2 separate regions of the Mus musculus genome follow, and region 1 is linked to region 2. The links are chromatin contacts, called in public HiChIP or PLAC-seq maps. All regions are on one chromosome and are shown on one strand. Each heading gives the region's core, a stretch centred on a gene start, on an enhancer-like site or on the middle of the called end of the contact. The rest is flanking DNA. Distances are from core to core; before and after follow the strand shown.

The links. HiChIP or PLAC-seq counts read pairs in DNA pulled down with a chosen protein or histone mark.
Region 1: an HNF4G HiChIP or PLAC-seq map of pancreatic cancer cells shows a contact between it and region 2. The contact joins the enhancer-like site here to the promoter of Axl in region 2. A contact is called at or near these places in 1 of 39 promoter capture datasets (hematopoietic stem and progenitor cells), 2 of 484 Hi-C or Micro-C datasets (pre-megakaryocyte-erythroid progenitors and uterus), 6 of 115 datasets of contacts at active chromatin or transcription factors (effector CD8 T cells, embryonic stem cells, extraembryonic endoderm stem cells and 3 more) and 3 of 9 other capture datasets (adipose tissue, liver and pancreatic islet).

Annotation. Positions count from the first base shown.
Region 1 is chr7:25,829,537-25,835,661 of GRCm38.p6, forward strand. No RefSeq gene overlaps it. Among named protein-coding and RNA genes, the nearest start is that of Gm46015, 5.5 kb to the right of the region's middle. Within about 2 kb of position 2,560, at least 63 of the 459 cell types and tissues checked have an H3K27ac peak or open chromatin away from gene starts, as enhancers often do. A contact at or near this core is called in adipose tissue, liver and pancreatic cancer cells, where this site is marked.
Region 2 is chr7:25,786,985-25,792,633 of GRCm38.p6, forward strand. It overlaps Axl (AXL receptor tyrosine kinase), which reads right to left and starts at 1,749. Exons shown (of 20, transcript NM_009465.4): 1 at 1,431-1,749; 2 at 307-532; 3 at 1-3. The coding sequence starts at 1,494. It also overlaps the pseudogene Gm29763.

The sequences.
Region 1 (6,125 bases), core at 1,310-3,809, 43 kb after region 2:
TCAAAATGCCCTCTTTTATAGTGTTTCCTGTCTTTTAATATGGAAAAAATATATTTGTCTCTCTTAAGTCTCTTTATTTTCTTATTTAAATTTCATACTTTTTAAAAAAGTTGTAAGAATGTTTACACAAACTTGAGACAGGAGATTCTTGACCTAAACATTACAATGTCATGTCTGCCTTGAAACAAGATATGAGGGCAGAGAAGTCAACATTTGAATAACACAAAGATAACCTTTACAGAGTTCACAAAAACATTATGCCTACACAGGACAGCCTGGGCTACAACATTTACAGAAATCTTCCTTTGCAGGCTCAATAGCTTGGCACACATTTGGAACCTATTCTTGTGTGCTACGTGTGCGTGCGTGCGTGTGATATGCCTGTCATGGTGAAATGTGTGTAGGATCAAGCTCTGATATTGCTCCTTGTCTTTCACAGCATTGAAGCCTGGGTCTCTGTCATTATTGTCTTGTCTGTTTCCAGATGTCCTTTCTGTCTCCCCCTGTCTTGTCCTAGTGCCAGATTAGGGGTGCACTTCACAGCTCTGTGTGGGTTCTGTGGTTTTGACCCCTGACCTTAATCTTGCAAGGCAAGGGTTTTACAGTGTGAGGTGTCTCCCCAGCTCCCACACCTAAATCTTTTGCAACTGGAGGCTTACTTAGTTTTTGCATTTGTCTTTATCCACGAGGGTGGTTCTGCCTCACTTGTTTTGACTTCTGGGAGGTGTTTCACAAAATGACTTTGACATATGTCTCCCTCTGTTGCCCCCAGAGACATAGCTGAGCTCTGATGGTTTCCAGGCCTTTCCTTTTAAAATCAGTTCTGCATCTTTTTTTCTGGGTTGAGAATTGAATTTCAGATGCCCGAGTCAAAGGAAGTCTGTTTCCTTCTGTGCTGCCCTCTCCTTGATCTGCCCTCTGAGCCCAGTGGGTCCAGTCCCTCCTGACCTGGCTTCCGGGCCTCTCCTGAAGCCCCTCTCCTCCTAGCCAAATGGGCTGGGTTATTTGTAGAGCTCTGGTTTCTCTGCCTAGACCAGGGAGGAGAGACCAGTCCCATCTGTCTCACCCAGGCACCCAGGCCTGACAAGTCTCAGCATCTGGTTTCTGGGCCTTGGTGGCTCACATCAGCGATCCCCTGTCCTTGGGAAGCTGGCAAAGGAGGATTGCACGTTTCAGACCAATGTGAGCTACAAAGTGAGATTCTGTCTCTTAAACCCCCAAATAATATCCCATAACAAACTCAACCAATGGCAAACCCTCACAAAACCACAAACAAAACAACAAAACAACAGTGGTGATGCTCAGAGGGGGCACCAGGAAGGATCGACAAGGTTTTGGGGATGATGGGGAATGGGGGTGGGACTTTGTTTGTTTGTTTGTTTGTTTCTTTAAAGGAAATTTTTGACAAAGGGAGTTCCCTGAATTCAGTTTGCTCTGCCACAGCCACCGTCTTTTTGTGTGGCTTTGACTAGGCTGTTCGACTCCCAGTTTTCCTCCTCTGTAAATACAGCTCATATCTGCAACTATTTTCCATTCATTCCTTTTTAAAGTTTTTTTTTTAGATTTATTTTTATGTGCATGAGCGTTTTGCCTGCATGTATGTCTGTGCATCACATGGGACGTATCCACAGAGGACAGAAGAGGGCATCATATGCCCTGGAACCGAAGTTACACCATGTAGGTGCTGGGAATTATCTTTCTGGCTCTTCCCCATTAGATTCTTTAAATTGGGTACTATCCTTTCTGTCTTGTATCGAGGAACTTGGGACTGGAGGACAGTAGATTATTTTCCCAGTGTCTGGCTTTCTAGGATAGGGTCCTACTCTGACTTTCTCTTTATTTGCCTCCTTCTGGGACCCTCTGCCCAGCTATGCCACACTCTTCCTCATGAGCTGACTTGCTTCTTGCAGGCTCACTCCATTGCATGCACACGGTGTCTACCAGAGCATGCTCCAGCTATTGAGCTACTGCTTTCCGATTGCATTGTGGTTAGAGGGCTAAACCAGGCGAGGTGGAAGACCTAGAGGGACCAAAAAACTCTGAGAAGGAAGAGCGGGTGGAAGGGAGTCAGAGATGGACACCACAATCTTTCCCCTTCTTCCCTTCTTGCTCTCGTGCTGTGTTCAAACCCCACGCTGGCCTTGTGGGTGGCCATGGGCAGGAGTCTTTTCCCAGTGATCTCACCCAGCAAGTCTAGGCAATGCATCAATACCTCTCCCTGAGAATTACAGGAGTCCTAGGATTAATGCCTGTATTGCATTTTGGCAAATTCTGGTTCGGTTAGTCAATGTGTGGCAACTAAAGTTCAGGGTGCTTGTTTTGTGCCTGGGGTGAACCCCAAGTCTTACCACCACCCAAGAGTGGCTATCATTATTTTCTCCATTTTAACTTTTCACGGACATTCCATTCCTCTAACTGTACTAACTTGTGTAAACAGGTTTGTTACTAATTTCAAAAGACCGCGTGAAAAGGATTTCTTTTCTCGGCATACTCCCTCCCAGGCTACTGGCTGTCTCAGCCACACCGCACTTTCAGTCAGGCAGCTCTTGCAGTTATAAATGTTTAACTTTCTTTGCCTGAACCAGCCTGGGCTTGTGCGTACTGCCCTTCCAGAAGGAAACATCACCCTCACAGAGTAGGGAGAAGGTTACAGGCTCCTGAGAGTTCCTTTCTGGGAGTCATTGTTTTCCTAACACCCACATCTCCAAAGAGAAAGTAAATCCCATCTGCTTCTCTCTTTAAAAAAAATCAGCATGCCTGGGCTTCCAGAATAATGAATGTCTGGAGAAGATCCAGAAGTCAAGGATGTAGCAGATGCCTCCAGAGGTGCCTGGTATCAAAGACCTACAAAGCCCCACCTCAGGCTTGGGAGCCATTTCCATGCTCAGGCCACACTCTGGGGGTTCTGGGGACTTGGAAACCAACAGTCCTGACTCAATCCTTCATAGTCTAGCAGAGGCCAGGAGAAACAGATCATTGTCTAAGTTTCTCTAGGCAACCAATTTGAAATGTATCAAAGAAAAACAGAGTATTTTGACCTCCTCATCCCATGAGAGTTTGTATAATGGTATCATTATATTTCTTCATTACAGAGTTTGCCAGAAATGTTAGGGAAGACATTTAATAATTAGACTTCACTTTTGGAGTGTGCGCATGCATGTGCGTGTGTGTGCGTGTGTGTGTGTGTGTGTGTGTGTGTGTGTGTGTGTGTATGTGTGTGTGTGCAGGTAGGTGCATGGAGAGGTCAGTGGTCAATTTTAGGTGCTGTTTCTCAGTTGACACCTCTTTTTTAGTTTTATATATATATACATATATATATATATATATATATATACACACACACACATATATATATACATATATATACATACACACAAATATATAAATACATACATATACACACATATATGCACACAAACATGTACTATATATATTCATCATCATCATCATTATTATTATTAATTATTTTAAAGGCAGGGTCTTTCACTGACCCAGGGCTCAGCAATTAACCCAGGATGTCTTGTCAGTGAACCTGGAGATCCCTGGCTCCTCTTCCCAGTGCTCATGTCTTTATGCTTCTCTGTTTCTTTTGTCTGACAGGGTCTCATGAAGCCCAGATTGGTTTCAAACTCACATTATGACTAACTGAGGGGGACCCTGAACTTCTGAATCTCTTGCTTCCCCATTCTGAGTGCTGGGGCTATGAACATGCAACACCTGGTGTTTGGTGCCGTGGATTGAGTCCAGGGCTTTATGACTGCTAGGCAGGCACTCTACCAATTGAGCTACACCACCACCACTTAAGTTAAAAAAAATTTTTTTTAAAAGATTTACTTATGTGTATAAGTGTTTTGCATGCATATATGTTCCTGGTGCCCTCCAAGGTCAGAAGAGGTCTTTATACCACCTGGAACTGGAGTTGTACATGATTGTGAGTCACTTTGTGGGTGCTGGGAATCAAACCCAGGTCCTCTGCAAGAACATGTATTAACCACTGAACCATCTCTCCAGCCTCTAACATTTTTTAAGAGAATAACCTACTTTTATTATTTTAAATTATGCGTGCGTGTGCGTGCGTGCGTGCGCACATGGGGGAATGCACACATGACTGTAGGAGCCCAAGGAAGCGAAGGGCATTGGGTTCCCTGGTGCTGGAGTTACAGAAGCTGTGAGCCACCTGACTTGGTACTGGAAACTGAACTTGGATTCTGTGGAAGAGCAGTATGTTCTCTTAATCATGGAGCTGTTCCTTGAGTCTCAAGTTTGAACAGTTCTCATCCCTGGGCTGGAGAGACTGTTCGATGGTTAAGAGCACTTATATGCCAGGTGTTTTAGTCTCAGCACTGGAGAGGCAGAGGCAGGTGGATCTCTCTGAGTTCAAGGTCTACAGAGTGAGTTCCAGGACAGCCAGGGCTACACAGAGAGACACTGTCTCAAACAAAACAAAACAAAACAAAACAAAACAAAACAAAACAAAACAAAACAAAACACACTCATTGTCTCTTTTAGAGGAACTGGGCTCAGGTCTCAGCATCCATGCTGGGTGGCTCACAACAACCTGTGATCCAGTTCCGGGAAATCTGATGTCCTCTTCTGGTCTCTGAGGGTATCTACACACACACACATACACACAGACACAGACACACATACACACACACACACACACACACACACAGACAGACACACAGACACACACACACAGACACACACACACAGACACACACATACACACACACATACACACACACAGACACATACACAGACACACACACAGACACACACAGACACATACACAGACACACACACAAACACACACACACAGAGACACACAGACACACACACACAGACACACAGACACACACACACACACACACACACACACGCACAAATATACACAAACATACCAAAAACTTTTTTTCTTAAATCCTTTTACTTCTGCTGCTGCAAGCATGGAGAAATAGCATTCATATAACAGAAAGACAAAGTAATATAGTGATGTCCCCTCTCATTTGTTTTTTTTTTGGGGGGGGTGGGGGGTGAGGGATGGTCTTTAGATAAGGTTCCTCTATAGCTTAGGCTTGTCTTGAATCCACTATGTTCTATAACCATCCAAAATTCTTTTGTGAACTTATTTCTAGAGAAGGTTTTGTTATGTAGCCCTGGGTAGCCTGGTGTATGTATAGACCAGGCTGGGCTCAAATTCACAGAGATCTGCCCACTTCTACCTTCTTCTGCTGGTTAAAGGCTTGCAACAACATTTCTGTTTTCTAAGAAAAAAATTGAAAAGCAAAGATTTGCAAGAAAATCACGTGAGACACAGGAAAAACCTAAAATATGTTTTTCCTGTCTTTTAAATTAGTTATCTATTATTTTTGAGATAAGGCTCATCCAGCAACATATCTTGTATTCTTTTTTTTTTAAAGTTATATTTTTATGTACTGTATGTGAGTGGGAGTGTGTGCTGGTCAGAGGACAACTTTCAGGATCCAGATCTCTCCTAGCACTGTGTGGGTCCTGAGTATTGAACTCAGGTTGTTGTGCTTGGCTACAAGTGCCTGTACTAGCTGAGCCATATTGTGGGCCCTCTTATTCTGTGGTCTCAGAACACAGGCCACTTTGGGGGAGTCTAACACAGACTATTTTTTCCACACTCAGAGCCATTCTGCATCAGGCAGCAGCTTGGTCTCCTCCAATTTCATGCAGTCCCAACATCCACTTGGGGACATGCCAGATCGCACAAGTTGAACCTCTCTCCCATAAGGCTAACCCCCATTCCTGTCCTAGGAGAAGATTGCTACAGCCTCTGATTGTCAACTCTGTGCTTCTGATCTATTGGTTATGAGTCGGGTTCTCATGACCTCCCTCCTGGGGCCTAACTAATTTGCCAGAGTGGAACTTAGGGAAGCAGTATTTATGCTTCCTGATTTATTATAAAGGCCAGATGGAAGAGATGTGTTAAAGTGTGGGAGGAGGCTCTTCACTCTGAGCTGTAGTGTACTAAGTGATGGGAGCACACAGGCATCAGTGACCTAGACGGTGTGGTGGGACCACAGGAATGATTTACCTACCACATATTTAGCATGTATCCAGCTGTCTAAAAGCTCTTTGATCACGTTATTTTACTT
Region 2 (5,649 bases), core at 499-2,998:
ATTCTAGAAGGGAAGAGGGGGATTTAGAGGCTGGGGGTCAGAGCTGGACACTGGGATGTGGTCAGCAGAACTGAAAGAGGGAGGGGGTCTGGACAGGAAACTTATAGGAGGCTGAAGTAGGTCCTATTTTTAACTCATTTTTACAGAAGAGGAAAACGAAACCCAGAGGTCATATCACAAGCTCAGAGCCACGTGCCCAGTAAGTGGTCAGGTGGAGATTCCCAACCCAGGTGGAGGGGCTGCCCAGTGGCTTGGTGCGGAAGGGCTGTGTGTATGGAGCTCCCTGGTCAGTGACAGGTGCCACACCTGAGCTGACTGACAACTTTCCATTCATCTTGCCAGTCTTCGCCCAGAGGCACCTGGGTCTGGGTGTTATCAGCCAGTTCTAGGATCTGTCCATCTCGAAGCCACACCACCTCAGGGGGTTCCCCCTGAACCTGGAGCTCACACCGAAGTGTCCCCGTGAGTCCTCTGGCACCTGTGATATTCCCTGGGTTCCCCACAAACGGGCTGCCAGCCTCGGTCTGTGTGTCTGTCAGGGAGATGGTAAGGAGCATGGTTAGGAAACCCGCAGCTCGCTGCTCCTCTGGTCCACCTTCCCTATCTGCCCATGGTTGCCAGGACCCCACATAGTTGTAGAGTGACCTCAGAGGGGGGTGGGGTGGAGGCATGGGAGAGGATAGGAGTCTTCCCAGGGGATTGAGGTCCGGCTTCCATCTCATGTCCAGTCTGTTAGGAAGAAGGCCTGGGATCTGGCAGCCTCCCACGCCCTGGACTGCCTGGCAGGGCCGGTCCTTGCCATTCTGGTCTCTAGAGACTTCACAGTCTGGACTGGGAGATAGAGGAAAAGAAAACGGAGCAGAGAAGGAAAGGAAAGGGGAGGGGAGGGGAGGGGAGGGGAGGGGAGAGAGAGAGAGAGAGAGAGAGAGAGAGAGAGAGAGAGCACTCCAGCAGGGCAAGAACAAGTGGAGGGGGACAGCAGTGACAAAGGGGGCCCAGGACTCCCAAACCCTCCTTCTCTAGTCTTCCTCTGTGTTTGTTGGGGAAAGAGCCCTTTCTGTAATCTGGACCCTCTAGCTCTGTCCCTCTCCTCAGGACACAGATTCCTCAACCCCCCAGCCCTCCCTCAACTCCTCCTGTCTGTCTTTCTGCCCAGTCCATCTTTTGGTCCTCCCGGTTACTGTTTCTTGTCCTTCTATTCCTCTCTGAGTTGCTTTCCCTAACTCCAGGCTCTTTGAGTCTGTGTCTTTCTGCCGCCCCCCCCGCCCCCCCCCCCGCGCGCGCCCAGGCCAGCACTCTGTCGTCCCAAGGAAACTCCCTAAGCCAGCCCAGTACCCATAACACCTGCCAGCCAGCCCCCACCTCCTCACTGCCCCTGCCCTGGATCGCATCAGCCGGCGTCTCTGCCTCAGTGAGACCCCATCACTCACCCTTATGGGCTGCACACCCCCAGCAGCACAGCGCCAACCACCAGGCCAGCGGGACCCTGCCCATCCTCCAGACACCAACAGCTCAGATTGATGCCAAACTTTCTTCCGAAGTTGATGGGCACCTCGCTAGGAAAGGGGGCAGGGCCGGGTTGTCCCCGGCCCTCCCCCCACCCCTGGGCTCCTGGGATTTGGCACTGCCCGCCTGGCACAGCGGGAGCCCCTCGGCTGGCTCAACTCCTCCGCAGCTAGCCGCCTTCCCGGCTACCCTGCCTCATTCTCTCACTCCCAGACTTCTTTCCCCGCCCCTGGCTCCCCCTCTGCCTCCGCCCACTAGGGCCCCAGCCTTGGGGCCACTGGGACTTGGAGGGGTTAACTAGGAGTGAAGAGTACGGGATCTGCCTTGTCTTAAAGGAGCCTGGGCGCCTTGGAGAGAGGCTGGGGAGGAGGAAGGAGACCTTGGTGGCTCATGGTGGCTGAGGCCGATCCTGGGCTGGTGAGTTAGGAGGATGGGCGCTGTGTCCCCCTGAACTCTCAGGGTCTGGTAAACATTCCTGTAGAATTTCCACTCCTCTCAGCCCAAGACGCCCCCCAGCCCCCCTTTCTGGGCCCCCACCCTCAGCCCAGCCTGCCAGGCCTCCTCCAATTCCCCTCACACTCGCAGCTTGAACAAGGACTCTCTCTCTCTCTCTCTCTCTCTCTCTCTCTCTCTCTCTCTCTCTCTCTCTCTCTCTCTCTCTCTGCATTGACACAGAAGCTGGGACAGGTAGAGACATGCAATGGCATGCTGCCTGCCCACAGATACCCTCAGATGAGCCGGGTCAGGAGCTTGCCTGGGGAGAAGTCTTACAAATGGAAGGTCACTGCGGGACTGGCATATGGGGGATCAGGGTACTCACTGAGGGCACATCAACACTCAAACCCACCGAAGCCCACTTGAACACAGAAACAGGAATCCAGAGGTGGCAGCAGACTGAAGTGACAACCCCAGCTCTAGCCCAGCCACATGACTTTGGGCAATGGGCAAATGCCTGTCTTCCTGTACCTCAGTGTGTCTAGCTTTAAGATGGGGACGAGGACAGCCCCTGCTAATGCAGCAGGCTAGTGCGAGAATGATCTAGGTCAAAGTGCATGCAGTTTCTTGCACAGGGTGGCCCAGATGACGAGGTGCCCGGGATTTTTGCTACCCATGCTGGTTGTTCCTCTGCCTCAGGATTCTTGTATCCAGCCCTGGCAGATCCGGAGCCAGTATTAAGCCTCTGCTGCATGTCTGCTTCTATGCCTCTAGGTGTTTGCCATAGAGGGCATGCTCAGATGGCCTCCTAGTACCCAGTTCTCTTCTTCATTAGTCAGGCTGCTTCTTGATCAAATCATTGAGCTGCTTTTGATCACCACAGAATCCCATGTCACCTCCTGGCATCTCTCTCTCTCTCTCTCCCTTTGCCCTTCTCCATATCCACCACTCCTCCTTCCATCCCCCTGCCTCCAATCCATCTCTTGGTTGGGATCTAGGAGGATGTTTCTGAGACAGCCCTCCCCCCCATGTCTGTCCTCTAGACTCCCCACTTCTCTGATGATCAACTCCAAGCCTCTCAGCTGCTCGCTCTCGGTCCTAACCATAACCACCATCCTGTTTGTATCTTGATTCAGTGATGTGGCAGCCCCGGCATCTAACCTGCCACCTAGTCTGAGCCCTGGGGTCCTCCTGAACGCTCAGTGTGGATTGGTTGCATGGAATCCCAGGGAGAGCTCAGCCTTACAAACCTCTCTCCTATGTGGCTGCCTCTTTAGAGTCTCACCCTGGTCTAGCCTTGCCCTTTCCCTCCTGGATCCCAGCTATAATTTGCTCCTTCAGTGGCCCGATTGCTTCTTCCATCACGTTTCCCTTTTAGCAGCCACAGGGTGTTTCTTATCCCACATCCCATCTGATCCTTTCCTTCTCCCTTCCTTCCCTCTCCGATACCACCTAGCTGTATCCCATCTTCTGCTTCAGCCTTTAGGATAAAGCCACGGGCTTCTTACAAGCACCCCTCATTGCCACCTGAGCGTGTCCTCACCTCCCTGGTCAGTTTTCATTTTCTCACCCGAAACAGCTCCCTCACAGGCTGTGGAACAGCTTTCTGTGGCACTTTGTCCCAAGCTCCTACACCTCCCTCAGCCCCACCTCTCCTCCCTTTTCTTTTGCATCCTTTCCAGCCCCCTCCTGTCTAACCTAGCTCTACTCCTTCAATATACGGCTCCCTCTCAGCACCGCCTTTTTCTGAGATGGTCTCACTATATCACCAAGGGTGGTCTTGAACTCTCAGTCCTACGTGCTTTGCCCTCCAGAGAGTGCTGGGTGACAGGCAAGCACCACCACACCCAGCTTACCCGGTGCTTTTCATTGGCAGCAGGCCCCGTTTATTGTCATTATGGAGTTATTGCACAATTCTGTTTCCTGCCTGTCTCTCCTTTCTGCTGGTGGACGCTGGGAGGACAGCCTGGGGGATATCGCAGATATTGCTGCAACCCTTAGAAAAGGCCTTGCCATACTGTAGATAAGAAGAAAAAAAGGCATCTCTGGGGTGAAGTGGAAACTTTAGGGTTCTTTGGAAAGTCGGTTGGATGATATTTTGCTGGGGCAAACACATGAAGGGACGTTTCATTAAAGCAGACATAGGTGTGAAAGGCTAAGGTAGACTCATGAAGGAATGTTTCGCTGAGAGACACACACAGGAGAGAGGATGTTCTGCTAAAGCAAGTGTGTGAAGGGACACGTGATGAAGGATTCTTTGCTAACAGCACTCAGGTATTGGTCTGCCTTACGTTGCATAGTTGATCTGCTTTTGTTGGGACTCCACAGACTTGGGCTGGCTGCGGCAGACTTGGGTGGAGGATGCATGATGTTTGGTGGGTGTTGGAGATCGGGCCTAATGCTTTGATTTGACAGGGAATGTGCTTGTTTGTGCAAACACTAAAGTTAGTTTTTGATTGATCAATAAAGATGCCAGTGACTAATGGCTGGGCAAAGGGAGGCAGGGTGGGACCCTTAGAGTTGGTGGGGCTAGGACACAGGGGAAAGGAGGAAACGCAGACTTTCAGGATCACTGTGAATCACGGGGTTGGGGGGAGCGTGGAGAGAGATGGATCAGATTTAGAGCTGCAGAGGGAACATCATCTGAAATGTAGGGAAAGCGGCCGCCGGAAAGGCTGCTCAGAAACACCTTGGGCATCAGAGACCAATGGGCCCTACAGAAGGTAACAGCGCAGCAAAGTTAAAAGTAGATCCAAGGAGGCTGGAGAGGTGGCTCAGCAGTTAAGAGCACTGGCTGCTCTTCCAGAGGTCCTGAGTTCAATTCCCAGCAACCACATGGTGGCTCACAACCATCTGTAATGGGATCTGGCGTGTCTGAAGACAGCTACAGTGCACTTACATACATTAAATAAATAAAATCTTTTTTAAGAATGCAAAATATGTATTTAATGTTTCTAACCAGTACAAAGACCAAAGGCCACATTTACTCTAGGTTAGTCACAAACCAATTATTTAATAGAAGCTATAAAATAATTGGGAAGAATATTTGGAATATCTCAAAAGATTTAAAATAGGAGGACACTTTACAAAAATCCGCTTAGGAAATAAAATTCCTCACCTGTATGTAGAAATGTAACATTGCAGGGGAGCTTATAAAATACAAAGACAAGTATAAAAGGACTGTGTACTCTAAATCCAAAAACTCAATAATAACCAAATACTTAGTTTTAAAATTTACAGTTCCTGGGTATGGACCACATTATTATACACATCTTCCAAGACAGCAATCATTATTCTTCAGTTAACCATGTGAGGTATCGTCTTCTACAAAATCTTTGGCCATCTCTGCTGTGATCACATCAATGTGACTAACCTTATTTCTGGACTTTACCCCATAGAATTTGTCAGCTGACTCAAGCAGTTCAGGCCTAAAGGCAGTAGTAATAAACTGGGCATGCACAGCTAGCGCTATAATCATATCTGACACAGCTTTTCTGTGTTGAGCATCCAAAGCTTGGTCGATCTCATCAAACAGGTAAAAAGGAGCGGGGTCACATTTCTGAATGGCAAAAATGAGAGCAAGGGCTGCCAGAGATTTCTGTCCTCCTTAAAGCTGTTGCATTTCTCTCAACTCCCCTTGCTTCCCTGTAAACGACACCCTGACCCCAACTCGTGTGGACTGGTCAACTGTTGGAACACTGCTCTGTG